Regions from separate parts of the Hordeum vulgare genome. Here all the other regions are linked to region 3. A link is a contact called in public Hi-C data. All regions are on one chromosome and are shown on one strand. Each heading gives the region's core, a stretch centred on a gene start, on an enhancer-like site or on the middle of the called end of the contact. The rest is flanking DNA. Distances are from core to core; before and after follow the strand shown. Region 1 holds the start of LOC123411764. Region 2 holds the start of LOC123439525. Region 3 holds the start of LOC123439560 (autophagy-related protein 3).

The links. A called contact is a pair of places that touch in the nucleus more often than the background predicts.
Region 1: a contact with region 3 is called in a Hi-C map of leaf, with 7 times the contacts expected there. The contact joins the promoter of LOC123411764 here to the promoter of LOC123439560 in region 3. A contact is called at or near these places in 3 of 6 Hi-C or Micro-C datasets (leaf and seedling).
Region 2: a Hi-C map of leaf shows a contact between it and region 3, with 5 times the contacts expected there. The contact joins the promoter of LOC123439525 here to the promoter of LOC123439560 in region 3. A contact is called at or near these places in 2 of 6 Hi-C or Micro-C datasets (leaf and seedling) and 1 of 1 datasets of contacts at active chromatin or transcription factors (embryo).

What each region holds. Positions count from the first base shown.
Region 1 is chr1H:387,703,230-387,706,418 of MorexV3_pseudomolecules_assembly, forward strand. LOC123411764 reads left to right here and starts at 1,388. Exons shown (of 2, transcript XM_045104739.1): 1 at 1,388-2,125. The coding sequence starts at 1,637.
Region 2 is chr1H:387,346,698-387,350,109 of MorexV3_pseudomolecules_assembly, forward strand. LOC123439525 reads right to left here and starts at 2,022. Exons shown (of 6, transcript XM_045116252.1): 1 at 592-2,022; 2 at 189-332; 3 at 1-17. The coding sequence starts at 2,022.
Region 3 is chr1H:387,540,986-387,544,322 of MorexV3_pseudomolecules_assembly, forward strand. It overlaps LOC123439560 (autophagy-related protein 3), which reads left to right and starts at 2,079. Exons shown (of 10, transcript XM_045116260.1): 1 at 2,079-2,437; 2 at 2,542-2,612; 3 at 2,922-3,038; 4 at 3,129-3,298. The coding sequence starts at 2,277.

The DNA of each region.
Region 1 (3,189 bases), core at 138-2,637, 160 kb after region 3:
CCTACTCCTTACATCGTATCTATCATTTGGCTTTCTTTCGCCTATGGTTGTCTTCATTGATGTGAGCCTTTCACACCTTCTTGTCTTCCTTCCCCATCAGCTTTGGCAACTAGATTCAGATGAGAAAAAACCGAAGCTACAGCAAACAACTAAATTAGACCAGTTGTGGATCCGCAACCCAAATCGAATTTGAGCCATTTTACGTGTTAGATGCCAAATCTAGCTCGGAATTACTCCAGATGCAAAGTTGCTTTGCTTACAACTGAATCCCATCGCTAACCCACACCCTTTTGAAAACTACGAAGGAAATGCCCTCCCCGGTTCCACGTGGGTGCTTGATGTGCGTGTGTGCGGGCGTTGTGCTTGTGTGCGTCCCGGTGAAGTTTGCATGGGTGCGTGTTGGGTGCTCGTGTGCATGCATGTGTGATGTGTGGGTCACATAGTCTCACCAATCACCGATAGCATCCTAGGCAAAACCGTCGCGCCATTAGGACTCCGTCGATGCGGAAGATCCATTTAGATGAATGTCGATTTCGCCAGCCAATATAAATCGATCGCTACAAACTTATGCCGCCCTCGATGAGAATTTTATTAATTACTCAGGCCCATCCACTCATCTAACTCCCATCTACCTCCTAGGTATCATCCCACGACCTATTGTTGTTGTTGGCCTACGCACCACATCCAGGCAATTGGCCAACGTGAAGAGGATGTTGCCAACTCCAACATCACCTTGCTGTGGTCTCCTTGAACTCGTTCCTTCACGAAATTTCCATGTCACATTGTTAGTCTCATCCTTGAGAGTTCAGATGAGCCAGCCTCAAGTCAATCCGATCTTCAAAACTCCCTTGACGCTAGCGGGAACCGACCTTAGCACTCTAAGGGCATTTCAAGCTTTTCATCAGCCCACAGCCGTTTCCACAGCTGCATTACGAAACAGCTAACCTTGACTCCATCAACTTTCTCGTCACAACAGCTTTGGCAGTCGCTCAGCCCAACAAGTCCACAGTTGAATCTATAGAAACAACCATCATTTACTTTTTGCGATCAACCATCATTTACTTTTTGCGATCCAAAATAAATGTCATAGTTTTAAACTAGGATTATTTCAAAACTGCGACACTTATTATGGATCGGAGGTAGTGGTTTCTATTGTCACTTCTCCCTTGCAACAAGACCGCGAGAGAACACAACACATGCATATGTATAGCCGGGTTGTGCGCAGAAAATCCTCCAAGATCTGCAGCCTAGGGTGGCAAGCCAATGGGAAGCGGCCAAGTGATCTCAGGAGAAAGGTGGCTGCGGATCTGCCACGTAAGGAACCCTCCCATCGCACATATCTATTCCTCCTCTCCCATTCGCCACCCACCCATACTTATTCCCTCCCTCCCTGCCCTAGCTACTCGCTTCATCTCATCCACACACGCACGCACACGCACAAACACAAACACTTTTTCTCCCTTGCAAGATTCAACTCGAGCTCATCATTCGCAGTGGAGCAAGCTGATGGAAGCAAATTAGCAAGTGGAGCGCAGTGCCAGGACCTCCCGCGCCACGCGTACCGGAGGAGTGGTAGAGCTAGCCAGCGTCGGGGGTCGGGTTTGTGTGTGGAGGGGAGGCGCGTTGGGCGCGCACGATGTCGGCGGCGTCGGGCGCCGCGTGCCGCGTGTGTGGCGGGGGCTCTGAGGACTGCTCCTGCCTGCTGCAGCGCGGGAGAGGGGTTGCAGCGGCGCGGTGCGGGGTGGCCGACCTGAACCGGGGCTTCCCCGGGATGTTCGGCCAGGCGGCGGAGGAGCCGGCGGCCGTCGACGTCGTCAGCGGAGGCGGCGGCGCGGCGGCGGTGGGGCTGCAGGAGTTCCAGTTCTTCGGGCAGGAAGACCACGAGAGCGTGGCCTGGCTGTTCAACGACCACGCACCCATCGGCGGCGAGGACCGCCTGCAGCACCGCTCGGCGGTCACCGAGCAACTGCAGCGTCGCCAGTCGTTCGACGCGTACGCCGAGTACCAGCCCGGACACGGCCTCACGTTCGACGTGCCGGTGCCGGTGCCGCTGAGCCGAGATGTCGTGGACACGGCCATTCTGGGGCTCGGCGGCGGCAACCCGGTCACGTCCGCCGCCACAATCGTGAGTGGTTCGATTCTCATGCTTGACCCCCGATAAATTTATTTTTCCGTACGCATATGCAGATTACTTCGTGTTTTTTGTTCTATTAAAAAAAGGCAACAAATACAGCTTAGAGAACACACTTGTACCCTATATTCTGCCACATGCTCTCTCAAATATTTCTGCGTGTGGTGCAAATTGTTAATTAGTGGTCGATTACACTTCAGACTGTTTATTGTAAGAGCTAGGTAGGCCATGTATATGCATGAACAGTTTGTGTTGTCTTTTCTCTACAATCCAAGATGATATGCTAATGATGAGCTATAGTAGTGGCAAGAACATTTTTTTTGGAAGAATTATACATAACCTGTAATTACCCTAGCCTTTGAAGGTTCAGAATTATACTGCATAATTAATACAATACAAAAGAGATTGGCAAAATATAGACATCAAAAATGTAAAAAACATATCTATCACTGACTTTTCCAAAAAAAAAAAACTTACTTTTCCACCCTCGGCCCACACTAGTAATGTCTGTTTTTAAGATGTATAGAGATAAAGAACTTCTCACTGCAATTTGGATAAACTAAACCCTCTCACAGAATGCAAACTTTACATTCCAATAATCGATGTGCATGTTCACAATGAGTCCATTTCAATTAACCCGGTGCAAACGAAAACACCATTTTATTTTGGTTTTCTTTTACATTCTTCCATATGGGGAGCGTTATGCATTGTTTTAGGACCTCATATCTGGCTGAGATTCGTAGAAGGAGGCGGCATTTGCGAACGTTTTGATGACAATTTTAGTTGATTGAGGGATGAAAGGTTTTTCACAACAACATGGCATTTTCTAGAAATAAGACTCAAAGTTAACCTTCTTCCAGAAAATTCCATGTTGTCCTCGGTACAACTAAAACTGTAAAGAAAAAAACATTCGAAATGCCATGCTCTTCCAGCGAACGTCAGCCAGATAACATTTCCGTTGTTTTATGAACGCAGTTCACAGCCTCGTTAGCTTTTGTTTTCCGAAATAAGGAGCGAGCTACATTAGCTCATTTCTAGCATACCCTCATAGTTTCACG
Region 2 (3,412 bases), core at 772-3,271, 190 kb before region 3:
AACCCATCCTCCCAGTCCTAAACCATACAGGAATATCAAAGTTTGATTAGAAACACTTCTCAGCATTATTAGTGTCATTGTACTTCTGCAGATTTATATAAAATCCAGTACCAGAGTGCACTCCAAAAATAGGTGCTTGCATTGCAAAGGAAACAGTTAATGATAATCTCATGTATCCAACTTCCTACCTGTAGCTGCTCACGGATAGTTGACACATACTTGAGCACATGATCCAAACAACATGACTGGGGATCAGAAACTCTAGAATGATAAGCAGCATCAACTTTGTAGATAAGCCCCAATAATTCCGAGGAACCCAAAACTTCCAATACCTGAACAATCCAAACAGCAGCAAGACAGCAAATGGCCATTAGTTCAACAAATATCAAGTACTGAAAGGCTTACTTTTGTTGAATTTGCTGTCATGATTTGAATAAACTTTGGATTAACACATTAAGCAAAATTCAGAACTGTCCGGATAATAGTCGCATATGCATGATGTCTAACAAATGCAAGATTACACTGATATGATTCCATTGTGCAGAAGGTGGGCATACTTCTGGAAATATGACCCAATAAGTGTGTACTAACCTTTGATACCATTTGCAGCACTGAAACGACATCAGAATGAATAAACTTATGAGCAAACCCCAAGAAATGGACTACCAGTGAACTATAGAACAAATAGTTGGACAGCACGAACCCCTGCCATGCTGGAGAGTACCCTACATCACACCTTTGCATCTTTCCATCAGTAACGCAATTCACATTTCGTCCGCCAGGAGGTGGCAGATCGTACTCATTCAGACCACCTTGCTGAACCTTCCATGGTTCCATATAGACCACCCAAGCAGAAAAGACCTGAGCAATGTTCTTGATATCTGCATCCCTGGAGCAGAACATGAACGTCCTTAGCACAAACCGATACAATGGTCTCTGCATCAATGGATTCCAGTAGCTAGCGGGACTGTCACACGACTCCTTCCTTGAGAGCATTCCATCAAACACATTGCATGTGTCAGCGAGTTTGCAGACACTGCTCCTGGTCAAATACATCACCAACAGCTTCACTGCATCTCCAAGTCCTGGAGCTGGCAGTCTCTCAGACAGTGTAGGATTTGCGCGAGACAGAAGTGACAGTAAAGGCAACCCATAGGAACGGCAAGTCCGAACAGGCAGCGGCGAGAAATCGTCCCCAACAAGCCAGAACTGTACGAGTGTGTGCACGAAGAACTCGGCTCGTCTGAAGGATCCAGCAGCGTCTACACCATCTCTGGCATCCCGATGCAGCAATGTACCGAAACCAGCACGTGGCGGGGCGCAGTCCCTGGGCACGAACTCCTTAAGGTAGGCGTACAGAAGCTTCAGGTATAGCGATCTATCGGGCTTCCGATCGGGATTGCGGCCGGTCGTGGATGTGAGGGTGGACACCCAACTCTCGAGGAGAACGCGTGGCTTAAGCGAGGGTTTCGAAGTGGAGGTCGATCCTTTCGAGGCGCGGGCGGCTGCCTTGGCCGTGGCGGCGGAGATGGGGTAGTACGCGAACCAGAAAAGGTAGTACTCGAACACCGAGAGATGAAGCTTGGAGCCGACGCGGCCCGCGAGGAGCGGCGAGATCACCTTATCGGAGGAGGCCGCGGTGGACGACAGCGCGAAACCGAGCCAATCGGGGAGCCGCTCGCGAGGGAACGTGAAGCGAGCGAGGGAGTGGCGATCCGCGGCGGAGATGGCGACGAGGAGCGGCCCGGAGGGGGAGAGGAGCGACGCGATGAGGTTGGCGAGGGCGGCGTCGCCAGCGGCGAGGTCGAGGAAGCACGGCGAGGCGGGGGAGCTGGAGACGAACAGGCGGAAGAGGAGCGCCGGGAGCGCGTCGGCGAAGAAGGCGCGCGGCTGGTTGGCGCCGGAGCGGTGGCGGCGGAGGAAGTCCGCGACGGACGAGACGGCCGCCGCCGCGGCCCGCGGCGTGGACGCGGCGAGGACGGCCGCCGCGAGCCCGGCCGCGGAGCCGGTCGCCGGCGGCATATCACCGCCGCGCGGAGGGAGGGCGCGCGGTAGGGTTTTTGGTGGGGAATTTTGGCGAGGCGCGTTGGGGAGGACGAGAGGATTTGAAACGGGGACCGGAACTGGAATGGAGCTTTCGAAGATTTCGCAAATGGCGCCCTGCGAAAAGCGTTTCCTCCACGCTCTCTCCCCTCGCCCCGACTTTTTTGCGTCAGGGTGAACTATAGATTACCTCGCTGACCGGTGGGTCCATAAAGAGCACGGCGTCTGCCTGTTGGTGGGTATGGTTGCGTGTCAAGGTCCTGGGTCGAGAAATGCATTGATGATGTGGCTCGGTGTTGGGTTTGTGGGACGGCAACGGCAAGCTGTGTGTTGGCTTGAAAAGGACGCTGTGGACAAATTCGGCTGGGCTCCTGGCCAAGCTCGGCTTAATATTTTTTTGGCCGGCCCAGTTTTGTTTCTTTTTTTCCTGTTACCTTTTTTCTTCTCTGTTTTTTCTTTTTTTGGTTCGTTTTTTATTTCCTTTTTCCTTTTCTTTTTTAATTGAAGCAAATACATTTTTCGAATTTAAAGAACAATTTTTTAAATCATGAAAAAAAATCTTGAGATCAAATTTTGAAAAGGAGAACAATTTTAAAAAACCACGACAAAATTTGAAAGGACGAACAAATTTTAAAGCACAATCATTTTTTGGATTTTGAGAACAATTTTTGAAACCGAGAACACATTTTTAAAGCACGGACATTTTTTGAATCTTGAGAACAAAATTTTGAAAAGTGACAAAATTTGGAAGTGCGGACAATTTTTCAACCACGAACATTTTCTCAATCTTGAGAACAAAATTATGAAAATGTGAACAATTTTGAAAAAACCCAAAAAAATTGAAAGCACAACAAATTTCTAAAGAACGAACATTTTTTGAATTTGGAGAAAAAATTTGAAACCAAGAACAATTTTAAAAAAACGTGAACAAATTTGGAAGCGCAAACAATTTTTTAAAGCACGAACATTTTTTGGATCTTTAGAATAAAATTATGAAAAGGAGAACAATTTTGAAAAACCTCGAACAAATTTGAAAGCGCAAAAAAAAATTAAGCACAAACATTTTTTGAATTTTGAAAACAAATTTTGAAACTGAGAACTATTTAAAAAACCATAAACAAATTTGGAAGCGCAAACAATTTTTTAAAGCACGAACATTTTTGAATCTTGAGAACAAATTTTGAAACTGAGAACAAATTTGAAAAACCCCAAACAAATTTGGAAGCGCGAATAAATTTTTAAAGCACGAACATTTTTTGAATTTTAAGAGCAAATTTTGAAATCAAGAACAATATTGAAAAATCCTAAACAAATTTGGAAGATGAACAATTTTTTAAAGCACGGAAAAAATTTGAATCTTAAGAATTTT
Region 3 (3,337 bases), core at 829-3,328:
TGGATCCGGAGAGGATATCGGTGCCGGCCGTGGCGCGGTCGGCGCGGGTGCATGCAGAGGAGTTGAGTCGTCGTCAACGTCTGCTGACGGCGGAGCAGCGTCGAGACCCCACATATGCGGCTGACTACCCTAACTGGGAGGTGTGGTTCGCAGTGGAGCACGAAGAGCAACGCCGTCGTGGCATGTGTGAAGTGCAGCCAGGAGGCCCTCCGCCGCCCCTGCCCGTCGTCAGCGACGAGGACCAGGAGGCTGAGGCCACCTACCAGGCGGCGCTCGTTGCCGTTCTGTGCGACAGCGAGGAGGAAGCGCAGCGCAGGGCCGACGAGGAGGCGACGTACCAGCAATAGCTCGCGGAGGCCATCACACTGTCGGCCACGACGACTGCGTCGTTCCACCTCCGCCGAAGCCCGAGCCCGTGGAGCCGCGAGAGGTCTACCAGTGGACCGGCGTCGCCCAGGAGTTCGGGACGGCGCCGCCCATCTGGCTGGGTGTGACACCGCAGCAGGAGCAGGCCTACCTCAAGCATTGGAGGTCGCAGCACCTGCTGGCGGAGCGCCCCGAAGGCCTTCGGCTCATGCAGGTGGAGAAGGAGGAGGAGGAGGAACGACGGGAGGCGGAGGCGAAGGAGCGTGCCCGTGCTGCTACTCTGCCACCGCCACCAGCACAACCCGCGCCGGCGGGACAGACTACGGAGGCGCACGCAGCTGCGCTCTGAAACTCGACGTTGCCCTGGACCGGCCCTGTGCCTACGCTGGTCGATCTCACTGGCCCCGACGACGACGAGGACGCCTAGGGCTGCGTGGACGTAGTTTTAGTTTTTTTATGTTTATTTAATGTAATGCGGACGCGTGGACTATCGCCGGCCTTAGTGGCCGGCTTTTAATGTTTAATTATGCATTATGTATTTTTTCGCACGCCGGCAAAAATGGGTCCGGCCAGCGTTGGGCGCACGGGCCGATCCATTTGTGGAAGCGGACATTCGTGTCCGCCTAACCGGTCCAAACGGACAAAAGTCGGACAAAATCACCGTCCGTTTGGGTCGACCCGTTGGAGTTTCTCTGATGCTATTATCTAAGGGAAGACATGTTGTTGTAAGCTGTTGTTATTCATAGCAAAAGAGTCCGTGCGTTGCAACGAAAAAGAAAATAACACACGCTCTGAACGCAATATATTTTCACATGACATCACATTTGTGTTGCCGACGATGATTTTAGTGCTCACACAACGAAAACGCGTTTGAATGTACAATCTCTCGGAATAAGATGAGAAATATGTTGTTTCTCCCCACGAGATTTTTCAAAGCTGTGCAAGTGTGGTTCACGATGTTTTCTTTCCTCTCAATTTGGTTTTAATTTAATGGATATTTATTGCAATTCGTATCGTCGTCGGAAAGAGAGAAAAAAAAGGACCGTACAATACAGATTAAGTTTGCACCAAAAATAGTATTTAAGAAGTATTCAACAGCTAAAAATAACATCCTATTTAGATTCTACATATTTTTTAATCAAATTTTATATATAGCATGTTAAAATCGGAGATTAATTTTGTTTTAGATAAAATTTGGATTGATTAACTGAAAAGTTAGGTTTTTTTTTGTTAAAATACGGAGGGCGGGTTGATTACCTGAAACATCAAGAGGTTTTCTAAACAATGCAAAAAAGATTCGTTTTCTGACTTAAATCCGGACTGCGGGGTGATTACCTGAAACATGAGGAGATTTTCTGAAAAATGGAAAAAACGCTTCGTCTTCTGACTTAAATCCGGACCGCGGGTTGATTTCAGAAAACGTCGAGGGGTTTTCTGCAAAACAACCACGACGGACGACAGAAGCACTCCGTGCTTTAATTAGGGAGAGATTGTAATTTTGCAATAAGCCCGGCCTCATGATTCAGGTTTTTTTTACGCCGAGGCGGGTTTTTTTTATCCGGGCTAGGGCTTATATTTTAGCTTACGTCCGGGCTTCGGGCCGGGCTCAACCGTCCTGAGTCCAACACCCCGACTCCCAACTCCCACAGATCACCCTAGAAAAAATACCTCCCACCGATCGTGCGTATTCCAACTCCGATAGCGTACTCCCCCTCCAGAAAAAACTCCGGTAGCGTACTACTAGAAAACAGCAGAGACGGCTCTGGCCTGCTCCACCTTCTCGCCGGTGCCTTCTGCTCGAGGCAAACGGAACTCCTCCTCCTCCTCCTGCCCCTCTCTCCCACGCTTCCCCCTTCGTCTCCGTCGACAGGAAGCAAACAGGAGAGGGGAGGCGAGGCGAGGCGGCGACGATGCAGGTGAAGCAGAAGGTCTACGAGCTCTACAAGGGGACGGTGGAGCGGGTCACGGGCCCGCGCACCGTCTCGGCGTTCCTCGAGAAGGGCGTCCTCTCCGTCCCCGAGTTCATCCTCGCCGGCGACAACCTCGTGTCCAAGTGCCCCACCTGGTCCTGGTGCGCCCCCTCGCCTCCGCGGTTCAGGGATTTTGGGGGGTTTCCGGGCGGGGGGTCGGGCGTCTGATTGATCTGATAGTTTGGTGGGTGCCTGTGTTGTGCAGGGAGAAGGGCGATCCGAGCAAGAGGAAGCCGTATCTCCCCTCCGATAAGCAGTTCCTCGTCACCAGGAACGGTATGTATGCTGCTGTCGAATTGAATTGCGTCAAGATGTGATCCATGCTTCCTGTCTAGTATTTCATTCGATTTGGTGGATGCTGCGTTGGGGGATAGAATTGGTTGTTATCCCCGTGTGCCGATGGGTAGTTACAAGTGTAGCAGGCATGTTTAGTCATATTTCTGTACTGCTAGTCGAACATTGTTGGCTGATGAAAAAGATAAATAGGGACATAGTTAGTAGAACGGTCATGGCTTCAGAAAATCCGGGTTGGTTGCTCATTATTTGTTCTTACAAGTGGACTCATAATTATGGTTTTGTTTGCAGTGCCTTGCCTAAGACGAGCCATGTCGGTCGAGGAAGAGTATGATGCAGCGGCGGCTGAGGTTGTCCTTGATGATGACGACGACGGCGAAGGCTGGCTCGCAACACATGGGGTGCAAGGTTGATCTCTCAGTGTCAATGCTGCTTTGTTTTATGCTGTTGATTGTATGGGCTGAACTCCCTTTTGTTTCCTCCGCCGGTAATGTTTAGCATCAGAGTCGAAAGAGGAGGAAGACATTCCGTCTATGGATACATTGGACATAGGGAAAGTCGAAGAGATCAAATCTATCCCCTCGTACTTTGGTGCTAGTGAAAAGCCAGATGAGGAGGAGGATATACCTGACATGGACACCTATGAAGACACAGGAGATCATTCAACAGTGAGGCCATGAACCTATCATTGATATGCTAAGCAAGGC